2 separate regions of the Mus musculus genome follow, and region 2 is linked to region 1. A link is a contact called in public HiChIP or PLAC-seq data. All regions are on one chromosome and are shown on one strand. The core of a region is the stretch at or near the end of the contact, and the rest is flanking DNA. Distances in the headings are between cores, read along the strand shown. Region 1 has its middle 37 kb from the start of 4930529N20Rik. Region 2 holds the start of 1700011B04Rik (RIKEN cDNA 1700011B04 gene).

What was found. HiChIP or PLAC-seq counts read pairs in DNA pulled down with a chosen protein or histone mark.
Region 2: a contact with region 1 is called in a BATF HiChIP or PLAC-seq map of CD8 T cells, with 10 read pairs. The contact joins the promoter of 1700011B04Rik here to the enhancer-like site in region 1. A contact is called at or near these places in 12 of 484 Hi-C or Micro-C datasets (CD4 T cells, CD8 T cells, DN3 thymocytes and 5 more) and 4 of 115 datasets of contacts at active chromatin or transcription factors (CD8 T cells, double positive thymocytes, large pre-B cells and 1 more).

What each region holds. Positions count from the first base shown.
Region 1 is chr13:35,127,506-35,133,884 of GRCm38.p6, forward strand. No RefSeq gene overlaps it. Among named protein-coding and RNA genes, the nearest start is that of 4930529N20Rik, 37 kb to the right of the region's middle. Within about 2 kb of position 4,121, at least 86 of the 459 cell types and tissues checked have an H3K27ac peak or open chromatin away from gene starts, as enhancers often do. A contact at or near this core is called in CD8 T cells, DN3 thymocytes, Th1 cells and 3 more, where this site is marked.
Region 2 is chr13:35,178,316-35,184,694 of GRCm38.p6, forward strand. 1700011B04Rik (RIKEN cDNA 1700011B04 gene) reads left to right here and starts at 3,308. Exons shown (of 3, transcript NR_045616.1): 1 at 3,308-3,380.

The DNA of each region.
Region 1 (6,379 bases), core at 2,871-5,370:
TAGATATGTCTAGGTTTATGTCAAGTTGAAAAAAGAAAACAACCAACCTGACCAGCACAAACTGTAACAGCATCAGTATCCAAGGGCTCCTGGAAAGAGTAGATGAGATATTTGGAAACCAGAGTAAAAATCCCTTTTCACACTGGCTCACAAGGTAGAGGTGCATAACTGTCTGAGGATGAGAGATGTGATGCTTAATTACAGGTGTCAGCTTAAAAAACTAAGGGATCTAGGAATGCCTGGAAAAGTATTATTTCTGGGTATGCTATGAATACCAGAAAAGAAAGTTGCCACTTTATAGACCAAGCTAGGAACAGCCACCTTTATTCAATGCAATGTACTCCATCTAATCCAATATAAGATCTGGAAAGAAAAAGGAGAGAAAGGGTGATATCTCTTCCTCTCACTCCCTCCTCCCTTCTCCATCTTTTCCTCATTCTCTGCTACCCACTTCTTTCTCTTCCCTCTTCTTTCTCTTGCCACAACCTTCTCTTGACCTTCAGCATCAGTGTTTGAGGCCCTCTGGCCTTCATATCTCGGACTTACACAACTAAACCCACAGGCATTTGAACATGGGTTGAGCCATTCTACCAACTTTCCTTATTCAAAACTTTGCAGATGGATCATTCTGAGATGTCTCAGTCATCAAACTAACCACCCCCAAGAAATTATCTATCTATCTATCTATCTATCTATCTATCTATCTATCTATCTATCTATCTATCTATCTATTTATCTATCTATCTCCCATAGTTATATTTCCATTCTATCACTTTTCTAGATACTTGATTCTGTCTTTCTAAAGAAGGTTGATTAATACATGGGGCAGCAGAGTGTTCTCTTCAATTCTTTTGTGAGACAAATGCCATCTATTTCCTGGAAGAGTCAGATACCTCAGGACATGAAATGATCGCTGCTCCATTCGGCTAGACAACATACCTCTTGAAATTACCTTCTCATTTTTGAACTAATTCTGAGCATTTCAGTTGAAACACAATTAATATAACATGAAATTAACATTTCAATAAAGTATGTATTTCAGTGAATTTTAATATAAATACTAACTGTCCAAATATCACTACTACTTGCAGAAGGTTTCCATCACCTCCAAAGGAAACCCCAACCCCAATAGCGATAACTTTTCATACTTCCATCCCCCACATCTGGCAAGCACTGATTGACTTCTTACCTCTATGAATTGGCCTATGTATACCTCATCTAAATGCATCTATAGTGCACTGCTCTCTTGGTTTAGTTTTCTTCCTTTCTGTTTTCTTTTTGAGGAAACATCTAATGTAGTCTAAGCAGGCCTTGAACATAGAATGTAGCTAGGCTGACCGTGAACTTTGGTGCCTGTGGAAACCAGATGAGGTCATTAAATACTCTGAAACTGAAGTTACAGATGATTGTGAGCTACCATGTGGATGGTGGGAAATGAACCTAGGTCCTCTGAAAGAGCAACAAGTGCTTTTAACTACTGAGCTACCTCCCCAGCCCTATATATTCCTTTACTAGGTTTTTGTGATTCTTTTACTAAAATTACGGGGTAGACATTATATAAATTTCACCAAAAGGCATGCAAGCCAGCACAAGAAGCAAAAATTCAAGGGACTGTCCCTTAAGTTATAGAAGGACTAGGGGACTAGTGACAAGAATGAAAGATTCCGGCTCTCCAACTTCTCTGTGCTTGTGGGAAATTAGAAATTTGCTGTCCCTTCAGTATAGACGTCTCTTAGTCTATTTTCTGTTGTTGAGGCAGGGCTCTTTATGAAGAAAAGAGGCGTGTTCAACTTGGACTCAGAGTGTGCACTCGTTTCTCTTTTGTTGCTGGGGTAAGACACCCTGACAAAAGCATCTTAAGAAAGGGGTTTTATTTGGGTTTACAGTTTCAAGGTATACAGTCCATCCTGGTGACAAGTGCACAAGGTCCACTTCTCACACTGAATCAGCAGCCTGGAAGAGAGAGTGAGCAGGAAGTGATGTCAAAACCTGCCTCCAGTGGCTCACTTGCTCCATCCAGCAAGGCTTCATCTCTCAAAGGTTCTACAAACTTAAAGATTTCACAGAGCACAATGGCAGTTGGCAGTCACCCGCAGTTACACACTGTCTCCCCTATCTCCCACACACTTTGTTCCTGAGGGGGTGGGGATGACACTCTTTGAAGTCTGATAGCCCTGCCCCACATCCTGTTCCCTCTTTCTTCTACTCTGCTGTGGCAGTCTGGCAGTTTGGTGGTGAGTGATGTGTCTGTGAAGGCGAAGCTAGTGTCCCCTCCTTTTCAAATGAAGCAGGCAGCTCTGGTCAGCCTTGGGTTCCAGCTTTCCTGTAAAGTTCTGTAAGACTCAGGGCTTCCTGGTTTTTACCACACTCCAAAAAGGCTGAAGCACGTGTTGTGTTAAATCTTCTTGTTCTTGGATCCTAACTCTCCTGGCTTCTCCCATCCTGGTGTGTCATGTGCCTTGCCCTGTCCCAAAGAAGCCTTTGCAGAGAGAAAAGGAGGTGAGAAGTGTAAAAATACAAAACTTTCTACATCCACCCATACTCAGAGTAATAACGCGGAGAAATGACTTGGAGACTTTTATATTTATTAAAAGCTTCAGGCACTATAGTGGGAAGATTCTGAGCTATTCGAATTTGATAATACTGGCCTGGCCTACTTTCCAGCCATGTGGCCTGTTACCTGTCATCTTGGTCTCGCCTGGTCACTTCCTTCTTTATTTGTGTCCTGATAGAGACTTCCAGGGTTCCCCCTGAAATCCTCTCCTTCTCTCTGGGTCAGAAAGTCTTGCCTATTCCTCTCCTGACTAGCTATAGGGTGAAAGGCATCTCACCATCATTGGTAGGCACTTGCCCTGGAAGCAAGGATATTCTGTGACAATTGAAAATGGCATCACTTGAGCAGTGCATGGTGGCACAAAACTTGAATCTCATAATTCAGGAAGCAGAGGCAGGGATCTTTAAATTCAAGGTGAGTCTGGACTACAGAACAAGTTCACGAACAGCTAGGGCTATGCAGAGAAACTCTGTCTCAAAAAACCAAAAATGAAGAAGGGAGAGGAGGAGGAGAAGTGGAAAGAAAGAAGGGAAGAGAGAGGATGGAAGAAAGGAAGAAAGAAAATGGGGAGAGGGAAGGGCAGGAAGAGAGAAGGGGATGAAAGAAGAGAAAGAGAAGAGAGAAGAGAGAGAGAAGAAAGGAGAGAGAGAGAGAGAGAGAGAGAGAGAGAGAGAGAGAGAGAGAGAGAGAGAGAGAGAGAGAACTACTACAAGATGATGTGAGATGTGTGAGATGGGTGGGGATGATGTAAATAAAAGTTCTTGGCACACACAAAAACGACACTTCCCTATTGTAAAGCATCAAAGGTGACAGGTTCCCTTTCTACTGAAAGGTACATTTATTTTCTAGCCCAATGCAACTTGGGCCTGTTTGTGATCCACAGAAGACCACAGCCACCCTTTCTTCCTGATTATACAGCTCTCTTTGCCATGTAGACACAGGGGGAGCTTGTAATTTGAATTCCTGTCCCCTCTGTTCACCTGACTGTACAGTGCAGAGGACAAGCCCTCTCTTGGTTTGTGGATTTAGCCTTGTTATGGACATAGCACCCGGACATGGGGATAGGGGTGTAATTGTCTCCTCTCCCCTGCCCACAAGGTCAAGATTTTGGGGTACAGTCATCCATATTGGCTTCTGCCCAAAACTGAAGCTTGTATCATCCACCCAGGCAAGGTCTTTTCCATGGAGAGTCCTCCACAGAGTCACTTGGGTTTAGGATGCCAAATGGATCCCTGGCACTTCTGGTTCTCTGTCATGTGGGTGCCACTTGTGCTCCTGGCTTCTGACTGGTTGTGATAGCAGCCCAGGGCTGGCATGCATTCTGGCTGTGCTGTTCCCTCTCAGCACCTCCTTCAATGTGGCAAGCTCCCCTTCCCTCCTTCATTCCACAACTGGTGAGCCTTGGATGTACATACAGCCTCTGGGGCTGAAGGTAGACTCAGAAATGACTAGTCAGATTGTGGAAGTGGGTCAGGCAGGTGGCTGGTAAGGTGTGTTCTGTGCAGAAGTGGCAGATCAGGAGCCTGCCAAGATTTCTCAGTTCCCCTTTCGATTTCACTGCATCAGCAGCTGCAGCCTGTTCCCAGATACATGCTTGATGATTCTAGATGCCAGAATAAAGAAGCAGAGGAAGGGCGCTGTGAGTCAGGTCTGGAGAACAACACCACCTACCCACCCACCCACCCACCACCACCACCACCACCACCACACACAAACACACATCAGAATGACTCCCTCAAATCATTCTGAGAGGCAGTAATGTAGCACATAATGACACACATGAGTGGCGTTGATGCAGGAAGCGCGTGAGTCACACTGGGAGAGCGTGGAAAGGCTTCAGAGAAGGGGTGAATGTAATTTTACCTCGTGAGCAAGAGCCTGGAGCTTTTTTTTTTTTTTTTTGGTTAGAGGAAATGGGTGGGAGGGGCTTTGGTATCACTCACAATCTGCTTCAGCATCCTTCAGGGGCCATGCTCACTTAGCATCCTGAAGTAAAAATAACACATTTTGGCTGAGCAACTCCCAGAGGCCAGACAGCATTTGGGAGCCAGGAAAGGCATGTGGGAGAGTCCCGAAGAAGCCCTACAATTGGGCCAGTCAGTTTTCATGGTTCACCTCCTACCAGTTCTCCCTCCTCTACGTCTATTCCATCTTTGATAGCCCACGCCCTTTCAGCTCCTCGGTGTTCTTGCCCTACATAGAGTTTTCTCTCTGTGCCCTTACTCTTTCATGTTCTCATTTCCCAAAGAACAAAGTCTGGCCTGGTTTGCAAAGTCCCTGAGATTTGGCCTCCAGAGAGCTGAGCATGGTCTAAGCTATCTGCAGCATGTCTTTACCATCTCTTTCTTCCTTCTACCTTTCATTGAAATTCCCTCACCAGACACTTTTTTCCCCAAAAGTCCCCCTGCCATATATGCTCCCTTCCTCTATTTTCTAGAACCTCAATAGTAATCAATAATCCTATTGTATTTTCTTCCTTTTTTCCTAAGGCTATCTAGAATAACTAATATACTTGACACAAAGTACTATTAACGTCCCTTCACATCCTAAACTGGTTGGAGCTTTGGAGGTGATTGTTTCATAGCTTGTTATTACTCTATTTTCTTATGGGTCTACTTTGGGTAGTGACTATTACTGTTGATAGCATTCTACTTGCAAAGAACTATGGTAGGCCTGAACTCCTAACAGAGAGAAATAACATCTCAATTCTTTTTTTTTCCAATTTTTTAAAATCTATTTATTTTTTATTACATATTTTCCTCAATTACATTTCCAATGCTATACCAAAAGTCCCCCATAACCTCCCCCCCCACTTCCCTACCCACTCATTCCCATTTTTTTTGGCCCTGGCGTTCCCCTGTACTGGGGCATATACAGTTTGCAAGTCCAATGGGCCTCTCTTTCCAGTGATGGCCGACTAGGCCATCTTTTGATACATATGCAGCTAGAGACAAGAGCTCCGGGGTACTGGTGAGTTCATAATGTTGTTCCACCTATAGGGTTGCAGATCCCTTTAGCTCCTTGGGTACTTTCTCTAGCTCCTCCATTGGGAGCCCTGTGATCCATCCAATAGCTGACTGTGAGCATCCACTTCTGTGTTTGCTAGGCCCCGGCATAGTCTCACAAGAGACAGCTACATCTGGGTCCTTTCGATAAAATCTTGCTAGTGTATGCAATGGTGTCAGCGTTTGGAAGCTGATTATGGGGTGGATCCCTGGATATGGCAGTCTCTAGATGGTCCATCCTTTCGTCTCAGCTCCAAACTTTGTCTCTTTAACTCCTTCCATGGGTGTTTTGTTCCCAATTCTAAGGAGGGGCATAGTGTCCACACTTCAGTCTTAATTCTTCTTGAGTTTCATGTGTTTAGCAAATTGTATCTTATATCTTGGGTATCCTAGGTTTTGGGCTAATATCCACTTATCAGTGAGTACATATTGTGTGAGTTCCTTTGTGAATGTGTTACCTCTCTCAGGATGATGCCCTCCAGGTCCATCCATTTGGCTAGGAATTTCATAAATTCATTCTTTTTAATAGCTGAGTAGTACTCCATTGTGTAAATGTACCACAGTTTCTGTATCCATTCCTCTGTTGAGGGGCATCTGGGTTCTTTCCAGCTTCTGGCTATTAAAAATAAGGCTGCTATGAACATAGTGGAGCATGTGTCCTTCTTACCTGTTGGGACATCTTCTGGATATATGCCCAGGAGAGGTATTGCTGGATCCTCCGGTAGTATTATGTCCAATTTTCTGAGGAACCGCCAGACTGATTTCCAGAGTGGTTGTACAAGCTTGCAATCCCACCAACAATGGAGGAGTGTTCCTCTTT
Region 2 (6,379 bases), core at 2,058-4,557, 50 kb after region 1:
GAGCAAGATCAGTAGCTTAGCCAGAGGTCATTCACAAAGCAGTCACTTGGCAAGTGATTGGAATTGACAGTGAAGGACAAAAAAAAATCTTGTTTAGAGACAGATGTTGTGAAGATAAGTCACCTCTTAGTCATTATTGAGTTTTTCTCCACAGAGAAGACACACACTCCCTTATTGCCCATGTCTGAGGCTGGTCACTGCCACGTGTCCTCTCTATGTATCTTCTCTTTATAAAATTGAAAAAAAATTTAGTTTGCAAGGAACCCTGAAGAAGCTGTGGGAGGTGGAGAGAGTTATGATGGGGGAGCCAAGGCTAGCCAGGTGAAGGGTGGATGGGACCAGGTTCATGTAGCCTGAGAACATGTGGTCCATTCACCACAGTAAAGGACCAATCCTGTGGTGATGACTTTGCTACAGTACTGCTCTGTGGGCCTTATATCAACAATCAACAAACAAGTGTTACCAGAGCAAAAACAGCAAACAAGAGACACGTGCAGGAGATTTCAGAAAAAAACCCTCCAAAGGCTAGCAAAGTAGAAACCATCATCCGAAAGCCACAAAATACTTTGATATTATTTTGCTACATTAGAGATGAAAATTTTAAAAACAATGCAAAGGTGAGGTCATGAGACCTTGATGGTAAATGAATTCTTACCCAGTGCTGCCAGAGTTTGGTCTATTGGTACAACATGTATGATACCAGTGACTACTTGTCCTCTGTGACAAGCCTGTCTAGAAGTATTGACATTACCCAACAGATGGGCAGTGGTGGCCCATGTACATTTGAAGAAACATAAACAACAACATCAAAACACATACTAGATTTGATGGCTTGTGTTTTAACGTGACAAAATCTAGAATCATCTGGCAGGTGGACTCTAATAGTGCTGTGGGCATTACCCTAATGACATCAATTGAGATGAGAAGTCCTGCCCACTGTTGGCATCACCATCCCCTAAGCAGGACACTCTAGGCTGTATAGGAGTGATGAAAGGAAGCTGAGCACTAACATGCAAGGATGCACTCATTGTTCTCTGCCCATAACTATGGGTGTGATGTGACCAGTGCCCTCAGACTGCTGCCACTGAGAGACTCCAAGTTGTAACTGTAGGCTAAAATAAAATTCTTTTCTCTAAAGTTGCTTTAGTCAGAATATCTTGAGTTAGAACAGTTTATTTTAGAACCAAGGGAAAAAGAAAACCCTAATCTAAAACAGGAACATATTCAAGTGGCCATTTCTTGTGTAATAAACAGGGATGGGATGGAGACCACAGAGAATAAAAGTTTAAGGTTTCCTGGCACAGGTCCCAAGGACATCCAGGCTAGAATTAGGAGGTATTCAACTGAGCCCCAGTAAGAGGGAGAAAGAAGGAAAAAAGAAAGAAAGGGAGGGAGAGGAGGAAATGGGTAATAAAGGTCTAGAATGGGTTTTTAGAACTGTACTGCTTGATTTGAATCTAGACTTTGCTATTCACAAACTGGATAATGTTTAATATGTTTATTAACTTCTCCATCTCTCAATTTTCTGGTCTATATAGTTCTTCTGTATAGGAGAACAGAAGAACTTCCAACTTTGTGGGCTAAACAAAATACATAGAGCATCCATGTCACTGTCAGGTTGAACTGCCAAAACTAATACCACTGGCTAATTTTAACACTAAACACCAGCTTCCTTTACTCACAGAACCTCGGAATTCTAAGATCAAGGTACCAGCATACCTGGTGTCTAGCTTGAACAAGTCTGTCTTCTCCTCCTGTCCTTACATGGCTGAGAAAGAGGAAGCAAGCTTTAGAAGGAAGTTTATGTTCAGGGCACTAATTTCATCCTTTGGGGAATCCCTCTTGACTTAATCACATACCCCACCCCCATCCCCAGGTCCCATCTCTACATCCATTGTGCTGCGGTTAGAATTTCAGCATATAAATGTAGAGGGGCCAGCCCTTAACAAGTGCCTGGGGTGTTGTAGGCCGTCCATGACTGTGGCTATTGATCCTATTGCACAGGACTAAGGAGTTGTGGGTTCATCTAAACTCATTTGGCTGATAGAAGAACAGTGGAGGTCCTGCACACAGCAAGCACCAGGCTCAGAGGCAAGGGGACTGCGGAGTTTTCAGGAACTATGAAGAAGCTTTGGAGAGAAGAGAAATGACAGGTAGTATTTTTTAAATGCTCATGACACAGTGTGTTTTTTATTATTGCCCTAGTATTATGAAGCAGTTGGTGCTGTCAGTAGCCGTTAGGTAAAACTGGATACTCCTGCCCTCACTCTTATGGTCAAGTTCCTAACAGATACATAAGATTTGAGATCTGGGAGATTTGTAAAACTGCATTATGTCTAAAATAATTCTAGCATTATTTGCACTCTTCCCTTTTTATTGTTAGTATCTTATAAGATGTGTCTGGTTTAGTTGTAAAAAGCTATAATGTTAGACAAGTACTGTAGCATATACGCACAATTGGAGCAACTGTGTAAATTTTAATCTTATTGTAGCTCTGACTAAAAAAGATTGTTAGTTTTAATTATACATTTTATTTAGAGCAATAAACTTCACATCAGCCATAACCGATACATAAGCTACTGGTAAGAAATTTTGTTTCTTTATATCCACACTGAGGTTACAAAATTCTAGACTATCTCCACTTAAGCTAGCTACTTTGAGAATAGCACATAGACTGTGCTGGTCAATTTATCATCACAGTGACAAATACCTAACCACACAAGTTGAAAGGAAGACTTTAACTTCACTCACAATTCAGATCTTCAGTCTGCACACTGGAAAATACTAGACGTGGGGTGGTATTTAACAATGTGACATATGAATTTCCTTGCACATAGTATTATACAAGTTTCCTGTTTCCTAGAACACTATGCACAAAGGCTTTGTATAAAGCACATGATGAGCACATACATATTTCTCACTTTCTGTTTTATTGGCAAAGAGGAGCCAAGAATACCAGCAGGAAAGAGCCCTCTCCAATGGATGAAATCAATAATTATGATCCTGTCCCAGGTCCCAGAAACCTTAGTCTTAACTGTGTTAAATTTAATACTTGAATAGTAGTGGAAAGAGGGTGGAGTACTCTTTAACAAAGCTTGTTCCCCTCACAAAAGTTGAATACCAGGAAATAAAATCAAGAGGTAATCCAATGGCCATTATTTTGAGCTTGTTGCATGACAACAAAGCGCCAAATTGGGACAAAGCATCTCTGTTCTCACCTTCCTCTTGGAACATTACATGTGATTCATGGAATCCATTACATCACAGGTACATGGCTCACACCTGAATTCTAAATGCCTTTGTCTGAAGTTGCGGGTGAGACAAAGAAAAATATTGTTGGAAAATTTTATTCTAAAATTAAAGGAATTTTGAATAATAAGGTGAGCATATCTAGGTATTGTGGTGTACACCAATAACCCCAGCACTTGGTAGGCTAAGGCAGGAGGAATTCAAGTTTGGGATCAATCTGTTCTGTAAGGATATCATGTCTTGGGGGAAAAGGAAGAAGACCAGGGCCATTTTTATCCAGTTGTGAACCCTATGAGCTACAACAACGGCTGACCTGGAGATATGCTCATGAGTTCATCAGCGGCACAAATGCTATGGGGATAGTCTACTTTTTCTGACTGGATTTAAGGCCCACTCCACAGGAGGACTCTCAAGCCTGATATTGTAATTGGGCCAAGAACCCATGACCGGGGAGCCCAAACCTTCCAAATATAAACCCTACTACCTTTCTCTTTATGTTAAATGGACATAGGGTCAAAATACAAATCTTGGTTCTCAAAGATTAGTACGTCTCTCAGTCATTAGAGTAGTACCTTCTGCAGTGGATGGTAGCGAATACAAAGACTCATAACAAGTCAAAGTGCGGAGGACAGTCTTTGTAAATTGCTCAGCTCTAAATGGAACTATGTAATATACCTCCCCTACAAGGCTCAGGGAACATTGCAGAACACAGGGCAGAAAGACTGTAAGAGCCAGAGGGTAGGATAGACTGAGATGAAACAGTATCTTCTGGACATGACAGCTGCAGTCATGAACTCGAAGCACCTGTGTGTTGCCTGCACAATACCTGCATGAGAACAATCCAGTCAACAGTTCAGCATGGAATGGGGAGGGGCACACAAGTCCCTATTCCTCCTATAAGGAGCTATTGGGAGTTGAAGGTTGCTAAGGAAGGGAGAATTTGTTTACTTTGGGGATTTGGTTCCCCACATGCTGTCTGTGCTCTAACTGATGGCACACACCCATGTGTATATGGGAAACACTAACAGAATTCAGTGGAGTATTTATATATTTACTTATTTATATTTTTATGTATATGAGTGTTTTTCTTGTGTGTATGTTTGTGTGCCATGTATGTGTTTGAAATCCAAAAGAAGCCAGAAAAGAGCTTTGGATCCTCTTGAACTGGAGTTATAGGTTGTTGTGAGCTGCTATGTAGGGGCTGGGAAACAAATCTTGGTCCTCTGCCAGAGTAGCAAAGCTCTTAACTGCTGAGCCATCTCTCTAGCCCCTAAGTGGATTATGTGCAAAGAGAAGACATTAATTGAGAAGTTGTGAGGGGTCTGAGAGGAGATGGAGTATAAAAGTGTACAGGTGAATATGGTTGAAATACTGTATAGAGTATACCTAAAAATGTTAAATTAAAACCATTTGGCCATACTTCTGTGGGTTTATATTCACATAATTCTGTTCTATTGATTTATCCTTTTGCTAATATCATATGGTCTTGATAGTAATGTGATTAGCCCAATTTTCTTCCTCTTCAACTTGTTTTAGTTGTCCTAATTACTTCAATTTTCTCCTGACGTTTGAATCAGCTTATTTGGAAAATATACAGCTGAAACCTTTTGGAGATTGGTATTAACTCTCTAGATTGTCTGGGGAAAATTGAAGTCTAAGCTGTGAGGTCTTCTGACCACTAAGTACGGTGTGTTTCTCTTTTTATTGAGAATTCTGCTTCTTTTGTCTGTATTTTATAGCTTTCATCATACGGATCCTAGACATGAATTGCTAGATTTATCTTTTAACATTACATTTTTGTGGTGAGCTGTTGTAATTTGTTTAAATGCTATTTAATTCTTGCTGTAACATAGGGACGAATAAATTTGCCTCTCTTTCCTCTGAGTCTAATTTATTATTTTGAGTTTTTACAATTTAATTATTATTTCAAGTACAATTTTGCACATGTATACTGTGAGGGAAGGTGTGGTGAAACCACTGACCTACACTACCCTGTGGGTAGACAGAGACGTTTACTGGGGGAGAAGCTTCTGGGATGCCAGGATACATATTCATGTAGATTTATTTTGTGACACACCTTAGCAAATGTAGTTGGAGTGATTTGCCTTTATGAAGCATCCTCAAAGCATTTTTTTAAAGATTTACTTTTTACAATTTTATTAATTCTGAGATTTTTATGCATTGTATTTTGATTATATTCTCTTCCCTTTCCAAACTCCTCTCAGATCCAGTCCACATTCCAACCTTGTTTAGATATATTTGTTTTGTGTGTGTGTGTTTGTGTGTTTGTGTGTGGGAGGTGTGCATGGATGTTTTCCTTGCATGTATTAGGTACACCTTGTGTGTACCTGATGCCTGCAGAGGCCAGAAGAAGGTGTCAGAGCCTCTTAATACAGAGTTATAGGTGATTGTGAGCTGCCTTGTGGGTGCTGGGACCCAAACCAGGTCCAACGCAAAAAGCACCAACTATTCTTAACTCCTGAGCCATTCTTCCTAGTCGCTCCAAACATTTCATTTTGTACTCATACACATAGCAACTCTTTTCACACAGCTTTTGTTTCTATGTAGTATGTAATTAATTGTGTAACGAATATCATCTGAACAAATGGCTATCCACTGGGGAGTAACCTCATCAGACTCCCGGGAAGCACTCAACTGGAGCTGTAGGGAGCACCTCAGTGCATTAGAATCACCAGCTACCATCCTCCTCCGCAAATGTGTTCTGCTTTCCTGGAGAGACACAGAAATGCCTGTGCTCCCCAAGCAGGGAAGGCAGCCGCAGAACAAAGAAACAACCCCATCCAGTTCCAGCCTGGAGGCTTTATTCGAGCTTTGGGCCTGGTAGGAGATTTTGAAACCTCAAAGACAACCTTGGTGACAATACGTCTTCCAATAGTACTACATTTCTATTTGCTCTAATCTTTCTCTAACAGCACCACTCACTCCAATGAATAAGCATTCAAATACATGAGACTATGAGGGCCATTCTTACTCAAACCACCACACCCAGTGTAAAATGTGTGAAAAGGAGTTCTCTGTACAGCTTGAACGCAGTTCCACTGAAGAATTTTCTCTCACCACACCAATTATATTACCTGGATGGGGCAGGTGTGTGTGTCTCAGGAGTCTT